2 separate regions of the Rattus norvegicus genome follow, and region 1 is linked to region 2. Evidence: chromatin contacts called from public HiChIP or PLAC-seq data. All regions are on one chromosome and are shown on one strand. The core of a region is the stretch at or near the end of the contact, and the rest is flanking DNA. Distances in the headings are between cores, read along the strand shown.

Region 1 (4,667 bases), core at 143-2,642, 160 kb after region 2:
GATGGGCGCCAGCTTCGGCCAAAGCATTCTTGCGAGACCTAGGAATACATCAGTTTCCTTTCAGGATCTTTCGTACCATGAGGTTCCTTCGTAGAGTTACAAAGCTTTTGACTCTAGGCCATTGTGCTAGAGGTCGATGCTAGGCTAATCCCAGGCAATTCATAGACCTACCACGGTAGGTTTCAAATTCCGACCTTGAAAACCCATACATCCTCATCTCAATTGGAGAACGACGTCCACAAGCTGTTGGCACTTAGTTTGCTGATAGGTGGGAATGCGTCTTGAGTAAGAACAAGGTCAGTTCAGGAACCATGGTCTGGAAGGCAGTCCCAGTGCCTGCCTTTTCTCTGGGTTGGCTGTTTAGTCGATTCTTGAATAAATTAGCAAAAACAAGCTGTATTCTGCTAAGTTCTCCATTTGTGTCGGTGGCTTTGGTCATGTTCTTGTCAACTGTCATTGGGCCACCAAGATGCCTCTTCACTGTTGGGTGGGAATGGGCCAGTTGGGCAGAGCAAAAATGGTAGAAACAAAGCAGGACGAGTGGGATGGAAGAGTTGACAAGAAGTTTGTTACCTGTTAGATCGTAAATATCAAGGGTGTTATAGGAGAAGAGGGAGCCTAAATGAGTAGAGAGAATAGTGACTATGAGGGCCTGGGCCTGTCTTGGATTTGATCTTCTATACAATCTGTTAGTTTCTGCAGGATTCTAAACATAATTAGAAACTGAACTATGATTAGTTGTAACTGAGAGGTCTTGCTTTCTTTTTCCTCTTTTCTTGCTTTTGGTTTTTGAGGTTTGTTTTTTTGTTTGTTTGTTTTTTGTCCCAAGTTGCCTTCTGAATGCTGGGATTCCAAGCATGAACCGCCATGTGACGCTGAGACGTTCCTGACTTCAACCCTCAGGCTCTAAAGTGGCATGCTAAATACGCGGGCATGTTGATTTGTTTTCTCACTTGGTTTTGCAGTGATAAAATCCTTGGTTTTGATCGGATATGAACTGTTATCAATTACGTATGTTCAAGCATTTCCATTATAACTGGCGTCCATGGAAAACTCATTTCCTTCTTGCTTTCCTTAGAACTCTTGCAAAAACTCTACAGCATGGGGGAACGCTCTGTGGCTGTTCAGTTGTACACTGTGTTGATAAATATTTTTTCTTTCAGGAAAAGATGTGAGTTGGTTTTTTATAGAGTTTAACTATGACTCCGATTCTGTTCTTGGTTTGTGGAAACACATCAGTCCTCACTAGCTAACTAAAGCCTTGCCCTCCTCCCACCTGCAGGTAGAGTGGCTGACTACAAGTCCCGGGATGCGCCGCGCTCACACCCAGGGCGAGGCGGATCTCTGCAGTGACGTCACCGTACCGAGGCGGGGCAGAGGGGCGGGCCTGGAGGTGCCGGAGCGAGGTGGTGCTGATGCAGGATGGCTGAGCGCGCCGGAGCCCGGGAGGTCTGAGCCGGGCTGGGATTGCTCCCTAAGCATCGCCTAGTCCGCCCGCCGCTTGGTCGCGGGCAGGTGGACCAGGGCGCAGGACCGGGCTGGAGGTCAGCAGCAGGGCGGCCCAGCTGCTCTCCTTCCCGGCGGCAGAGCTGCTGGGCGTCCGGCGCAGGCTTGCGATGACCTGCTGAGAAGCTGCGGGAGGCGGCCTAGCAGCCGGCAGCGGTTGGCTCGCGGCCTCTTTGGTGGAGCTGCCCAGCCGGACCCCCTATCCCATCCCTGTGTCCCCTCCTGCCGCGGCCCGAGATGGCGGATCCAGCCGAATGCAGCATCAAAGTGATGTGCCGGTTCCGGCCCCTCAACGAAGCTGAGATCCTCCGCGGGGACAAATTCATCCCCAAATTCAAAGGCGAGGAGACGGTGGTGATCGGGGTAAGTGGCCTTGGTGTCTTGCCCCTCCTCCGGCTTTGCACCATTGCTTGAGTGGAGATATTCCGGACGCTACCTCGGACATCCCAGCGGGGCTGGGCTCGCGGGTGAACCGTACGAGAGCCCTTGGTTGGTGACTCCCCCCATGGCGGTGGTGGCGCGGGGCGGCGGGGGAGTGCGAGGTCCGCCATTGTTCGCGGGTGGGGGGCTCGGGTGGGCCTATTGTTCCCACTCTCGCCGCCGCGTGGGCAGTGTTTCTGCTTGCCAGCAAGTAGGGATGCCCAGGCCTTGGTCAAAGTGTAAGCTTTACAACTTTGCAAGATACATCCAGGCATTCCAGGGTTCGATTTGTCTCAAGACCTTAGTCAAAAAGGTAGGGAGGAAAGGTGCAAGAAAAACAAAATCTCCTGGGTTTTGCATAGGTGGTTTCACCTTGCTCCCTTGTGGAAGGTGAGAGGTGTGCTCTGGGTGTCTTTGGGAGGTCTCATGTTTCTTGCTTCCTATCACCCCAATTGTCCTGGATTTGTGCTTTCTCTGTTGGATTCTCCCCAGCCCCCCACCAGATCCTTTCTCCCTAGTGTCTGCCGATAGCCTCATATGCCTCATTTAAGATGGAGAGAAGATTCTCCTCTGCTAAGAGAGGGAGTTCCTAAACAACCCCTCTGTGTCAAGAGCAGAAGTTACTTAAGCGAATCCAGGGTCTTCTTTTTGATCACCCTACCCCACCTTTCCTCTCACATTGCTTTCTCCTACTTAGCTCTCTCAATCTGGCTGCTGGAAAGCGGAGGGAATACTCCCTTGTAGTTCTTAAGGGACTACAAGGACCAACGGAAATAAACTAGTCTCGTCCGCTCCCCCTTTCTTAGCCTGCTCTCCCTAGAGTGTGTGGCCCATGGTGCCCTCTTTGTATTCGAGCCGCGTGGAGAGGGACTGAGTTAATGCGAGCCTTTAGGTCCCCACTGATACGTTCCTGGCATCCCGCTCCAGGCTGCTGATGCAGCCTTCCCGTCTCCAGCATTGATTAAGTGATGTCATCTCCATCACTGAGCATGCTCGGACTACCCCTTCCCCCCCATTCCCCCAGTGACTGTTGTATTTAGGTCAAGTGATTGACAGCTGACAGCTTTCTGAGTGTATAGCTAGAGAACACCTAGCCTTTTTCAAGCGCGTGCCCTGTGGTTCTTCACCCAGTCTGTCCCCAGCATCTTTGGCAAGGTTGTCTGCTGCAGTCACTGCCAGTCACTGCAAACGCCTTGGACTAGCAAGTGCAGGTATTTTCCAACACCGCGGATTAGAGGCCAAGCCCTGGCCTGGGGGCTTCCTCTTGTATTTCGCTTAAGAAGCCCCCTCCTCCCCCTTTGCAGAATATGATCTCTTTCCTTCCTGTTTTCACGGTTATAGGAAAATGTAGAGTTCTGAATGCTCTGTGGATGGGCAGCCACTTACTCTGATATCTGACCTATGGGGAAGGAATGGGATTTCCTCCCTTTCGCTTAGGGTTAACTTGCAGAAAAGATGTGTGCTACAATTATTGATGAGGTAATTCTATACTTAATGGCATATATGGGTTAGTGATACATCCAAGGCAGCCTGGAGCTAGGGTTACAACTCCTAGCCTGAGAGGCCATCATTGTCTGATCTGCTGTTTCCTGAATGAGGTGTGGTTCAAGTGGAGTGGCAGTTGCTGGGGACTTCTAGTCCCTGTCTCTTGGCTTGTAACAATTTTTAAGCTAACAGTTGCTCAGGGCCTGAAAATGTTCTGGTGACCTTGTGTTTTGTTTTGTTTTTTGTCTTCTCTCCTGATGTTTTGAAGGGCCTGAAGTTCTTCTCATACCTACCTCTGCTTCACTCTCCATCCTCTGCCTTCTCCTCCCCCACCTTCCTCTTCTTCTACAAGGACCAATGAAGTAGAGTAATAAACCCTCTGTGCAAAGCAGAGGTTCTTAACTTTAGCACTATTACTGTGAGGATATGCTTATTTCCAGTCTAAGTGTACAAAAATAACACTAAGTTAAGGCAAGTAGACACAGACATTTTAACAGAAGTTAAGGCATCATACAGAAAAGCGTTATCAACTAGCCTGATGACTTCTCAGTGAAACAGACAATTTCAGGATCTTAGAGATTTCTCCAGTGTTAACCCTCAGACCCCAACACCCCAGGGTAAGAGTATTCCGATTTCTGATACCACACATTAGTTTTGCTTGTTTTTCTCAGCGTAAAACCCCACCGTAGGTTTTCTGTCGTGCTCCTGGCAATGGCATTTCGACATTATGCTTGTCAAATTGGTCCCGTTTGTAGTGGTGTTTCACCATAGGAATATGCCTAAATTTACTTATTTCTTAGATATTTTTGAAGAGGGTTTGGCTTTGACCTTAGGATCCTCTTGCTTGAGTACCAGTGTGAGCCACGAAGCCCAGTAAGTAGCTGTTGAGAAGATAGTTGGTCTGCATCTGTTTGGGGCTACACTGGATGGTGATGCTCTGAATCTTGTTGTTCTTGTTGTGTGCATCTTTTGATATTTGATATCATGAGTATATTGAGTGGATCACTCTGAGATAATAAGTGTTAAGATTTATGTTGGTGTGGCCCGAGGACCCTTCCCCTTTCTAATTATTAACGTAGATGCTACATAACCTGGCAGCATGTATGGTTCTTTTTTTTTTTTTTTTTTTTTTTTGGAGCTGGGGACTGAACCCAGGGCCTTGCGCTTGCTAGGCAAGTGCTCTACCACTGAGCTAAATCCCCAACCCCGCATGTATGGTTCTTAAACATCGTGTGGAATGTCCCCAAACTGACAGT
Region 2 (4,601 bases), core at 28-2,527:
TTTTTGCAGTTTTCCCCAACCACTTCTGACCAAAGCAATGTCTCATTTTCTTTGACCTGTCACAGCAACTGTCCATTGATGTCATTTGGTAATCAACCTCCCATCACTCTTGTGTGTCTGCATCGTTTTCTTCAAGTATTTCCATTTTTTGGACTATCATCTTTGCGGCTCCCTTTCAAGTATTTACGATTCTTGCTATTAATTATCCAACAGTTTGGTTGTAACACAGTAACACGCAAGCTAACTGGAGTCCCGAACTTTATTAAACTCTTTGAGTCATCACAGTAACCACTGTTTTTACACACATTTATCTTTGATTAGAGATTTCAAGTGGAACCTTTAAGAACCGGCATGTTTTTGAAATCAAAGAAATGCATGGCATCAAATTAAGAAAGTTTGGATGACAGGTGCAAGTCTGCTTGTTGCGTCCAGCAACTCCTCAAGTAGTAGTCTCAAACTAGGAGCCCTCGTGTCTACCAAGAGCATCCTCCTGGTGAAGGCGAGGGTGCGCTCAGGTGCCTAAAAGAGCTCTGGAGAGCTCTTTTGGACTGGGACTGCCCAAGTTTTCAGAGCGCGAGACGCAGCAGGGCTGTGCCTCTCGGCGTAGGCAGACACAGCGGACTTATCGTACCTCCCCGGGATGCGCAAACCCGAGGCGCGAAATCAGCTAGCAGGCAGCCGGGAGAGCAGAGCTGTCTAAAGGCAGGCTCCAGTGGAGGCCGGTGGCCCGGGGGTGGACCGCCTCCTGCCCCCTGAGGCGGGCGATCCTGTGCTCCGAGCCTTCCCGAGGGAGCCGAGCGCGGAGCCAGTCGGCCGCGGCGGAGGCACAGGCGCCTGCTCCGGAGCCGGGGCCGAAAGCACCTGGCACCTGCCGCCCCGCCTGCGTGCCGAGCGGCCGGCCAAGGGGCACCGGGACTCAGCTCGCTCTCGCCGGCTGGCTAGCCGCGCCGCGCCGCGGAGAGAGTGGGTGGGCAGGCAGGGGAGGGAAAGGAAGGAGGGAGGGAGGGAGGGAGAGGGCGACGCGCGTCCCCGCGGCGGGGGCGCGCTCTCGCGCGGGCTGCCGGGATCGCTCGCCGCCGCTGTGGTAATGTCCGCCATGTTGGCCATGGCGCAGGGAGCGGATCGGGCGGGCGAGCGGCGGATCTAGAGTGTGGAAGCGGCCGCGGGCGGCGGGGGGCTGTTTTTGGGCGGGGTGGGCGCCCATGCTGGGGCCGGGGGCAGTGCGGAGGAGGAGGAGGAGCGGGCCGGCCGTGCTGCACTGAGGAAGGAGGTGGAGGAGGCGGCGGGAGTGCTCCCCCCTCCCCGCCCGCCCCGCCGCCGCCGCCCGGGCTGTTCCTGTAAGGCGGGGAGACAATGAGTAAACTCTCCTTCCGAGCGCGGGCGCTGGACGCCGCCAAACCGCTGCCCATCTACCGCGGCAAGGACATGCCTGATCTCAACGACTGCGTCTCCATCAACCGGGCCGTGCCCCAGATGCCCACCGGGATGGAGAAGGAGGAGGAATCGGTAGGGACTCGAGTGTTTATTACCCCCCCTTCCCTCCTCCCCCCTCCCCTTTGTCAGCCGGGCCTCGCCATTCACAGAGCGCTCTACGCTCGCTGGAGGGCGCCGCTGCCGCTGCGCGCTCCGGACCCTACGCCGGCGGAGTAGCGTAAACCTGTCGGCCGGCGCAGCGCCCGCCCGCGGCCGCCATGTTGTTGCGTCCCAGTGTTGTGATTAGCTCTCGGCGCCGCTTACGCTGCCGTAAGGGGACCCTGCCGTAAGCAGCGACCGGGAATGGCGCAGGGATGCGCCGGCCGCACTTGGCGTACGGCCTCTGTTTACCTTGTAGACATCTCCCCGGGAGCGGGATTAAATGGTCGAGAGGGGTCTTTTGACTAGGCGATATTTTCGTTACATTTTAAAATTCGTGTGTGCATGAAATTGCCTTTGCAACGGTGTAGGAAAAGTAAAGCTCTTTCAAAACATGCATCTCCCTGCTAGGAGGGTGATGGTTTGCGCTGCCCGCCGGAGGAGGTGCCGCGGGAATAGGCGATGCAACCCTGCGGCCGGGCAGCGAACTCCGGCCCGGACTCTGCTTTAGCGAGCCCCTGAACCGTACGCGGGCTTTGCCTGCGGGACTGGCCCTCCTTGGTTGCGCAGAGTTAGGACGGGGCCCCAGTGCTTGGAACTAGCCTCCGGGCCTGCGCTTCCCGTGCAGCGTCCGGGGAAGTTGCATGTGATATGGCTGTTTACAACTTGAGGACTCAGAGGGTCCGCATTGACAGTTGCATTTTTGGCCAGATGTTCAAATTTTTGCCAAATGCTGTTTCCTTCTTCCCAGCGGTTAAATTATACCCAAGACTGAATTTCCTCTGATTTGACATTGTTTACGACTCCGGAGTGTTGTTACTTGTGTGCGAAGTTCATAGTAACTGCACCCTGAAGAATTTCTTCAATGAACCTTCAGTCCCGCCTTATTGTCAACCACGGGTGTATGTGGATTGGTTCCCTTGCTTCTCTGACTGTCAAAAGAAAGCTGGAGGTTTCTGTGATTGGTTTTCTCTTTTGACTATTAATATTGCAGGAAATGCCTTTAAGCCTTTGATTGGCTGCTCGAATTCTGACCTCATTGTGTTGGTGCTTTGACTTAATCACATTTCGCTTTGGTGTTTTATTACATATTCAGTAGAATATAAAATAGGGCTTCTTTTTAATCTTTCAAAAAAAATTAGAGCCTAGCTTTTATGTCTCAGATTTAGATAGAGCTGAATTGTGTTTGAGAAGTTTGCTTATGAGGTTATTGACTTAACCTTTGATTTTGAGTTAACCTTCTGAACGTCTCTCTATAGGTGATCTAGAAACTGCATTTGGTAGCATGATGCTGTCTTTGCTGATCTCATCTTTCTCTCAGCCGTTTCTTTTAGACACGTGTCTTTACATCGTTTTCTTCTCTTATGTTTGCTATCTTTTGCCTAACGACTGTCAGTTGAAAAAATCAAGTGATCAGTTAATCAGTCTGTCATTTCTTCACGAATGTTGTAGTGTGGTGGTTACTGTTTTTACTATCTCCTGTTTGTCGAATATTTAGATCTAAGATACTGTACTAAGAATCTTATGTAAATGTGATATAAATTTCTTTAAATTACTTTTGTGAGTTATAAGTACAGGCCTTTTTTGATACTCAGGTTGTTTTGTTTTTGTTTTTGTTTTTTTAACACAAAGCTATGACTGATATACTAATTTTTTTGTCCTGTGTTAATTACCTATTATAACTATGGGCAGATTTCTGTGAGAGAGAGCTTCATTCAGGCACAAGTCAAGGTTTGCATGAATCATATGATTTATCATTCACACATACCCATATATGCATGCATACGTGTACCTACATATATGTATGGTCAGTTTTTTCTTTTTTAAGACAAGAGTCCTGCTTTGTAACCTGACTGGCCTTAGACTCACTGTCTTCCTGCAATCACTCCCCATGAAATTGTAGCTATGTCCACTACACCTTTTAGCTTACTTTCAAAGAAAACAGGACCGACTTGAATTTGTAACTTCCCCCCATTACTTTTTCTTGATTTCTGTCATTTGTATTTTAATTGATGTTTTTTGAGTGAAATATATTGAGTCTTATTATCTTTTCAGAATTACTTAGGCACTTGTGTTTTCTATGATTTCTGATAGAAGATAAAGTACAGTTTTGTAAATTGATATTGTAAAAACATAAGTGTTATGTTACTAAGATGAGATAGTAGGATATTAGTTATTGAGATGCATGGTTATTAAAGCTATGTATAAGCCAGTGTGCAGAAGTATTCTTAGTTTTTCAAGAAAATATGTATCTTGATTTCATGGAGCTTAAAGTGAGTCATTTGAGGTAAAGATTATGTACAGTATAGGGAAAGTTAGCAAACTAGGACCTTAAGTTAACATGGCAGATGTACGGGTATGTCAGAAAAAGTAAAATGCCAGTGTAGTTGCCAGGCTGAGAGAAAACTTCCTGCAGAAAGAGAATTTCGAGTTTTCTATTAAACGTTACATTGTGTGAACTAGTACATACATGCCAGGTGTGGGTAGGGATAGCTTCATTGTATCAGTTCTCTTTTCGTTAGTTTGTATTTCCAGAAGGGTTCTCTGTGTAGCCCAGGCTATCCTGAAGCTTGCTTTGTAGATCAGGCAGGCCTTGAACTCACAGAGATCCTCCTGCCTCTGCCGCCACCACCTGGTTGCATCAGTTCTTTTTCCACTTTTGATCTTTCAAGCTTGGTTGTACATTATATGTTAATGCAGATATTTGAGCGTAAGGTATTTAAAGCAAGGTCCTTATCCAGACCTTCCAGATTCCTTATTGTTCATTCATAACCTTCTTCACCTACTGATCCAAACTCCAGGAGACAGTGGCGCTCTATACTAATTTTATTATTTTTTAGCTTTTTCTTTTTTGGATATGCAGACTTTTTTTTTAAACTTTCTTTTCTAACATTTCCTATCTGAATGCTTCAAATATAGTTGAAGTTCAGTGAATATTTGGTAAGTGATTGAAGAAAAGTGGGTGGAGATTAAGTTGAGCAAAGCATAAAAGTACCAGATTCTAGGTGGCTTTGAGTGTTGGGCCCAGG

The links. HiChIP or PLAC-seq counts read pairs in DNA pulled down with a chosen protein or histone mark.
Region 1: a contact with region 2 is called in an H3K27ac HiChIP or PLAC-seq map of oligodendrocytes, with 5 times the contacts expected there. The contact joins the promoter of Kif5c here to the promoter of Epc2 in region 2. A contact is called at or near these places in 3 of 12 Hi-C or Micro-C datasets (Schwann cells, frontal cortex and mammary epithelial cells) and 1 of 1 datasets of contacts at active chromatin or transcription factors (oligodendrocytes).

What each region holds. Positions count from the first base shown.
Region 1 is chr3:54,439,915-54,444,581 of GRCr8, forward strand. Kif5c (kinesin family member 5C) reads left to right here and starts at 1,393. Exons shown (of 26, transcript NM_001107730.1): 1 at 1,393-1,869. The coding sequence starts at 1,744.
Region 2 is chr3:54,275,167-54,279,767 of GRCr8, forward strand. Epc2 (enhancer of polycomb homolog 2) reads left to right here and starts at 1,278. Exons shown (of 14, transcript NM_001108581.1): 1 at 1,278-1,506. The coding sequence starts at 1,354.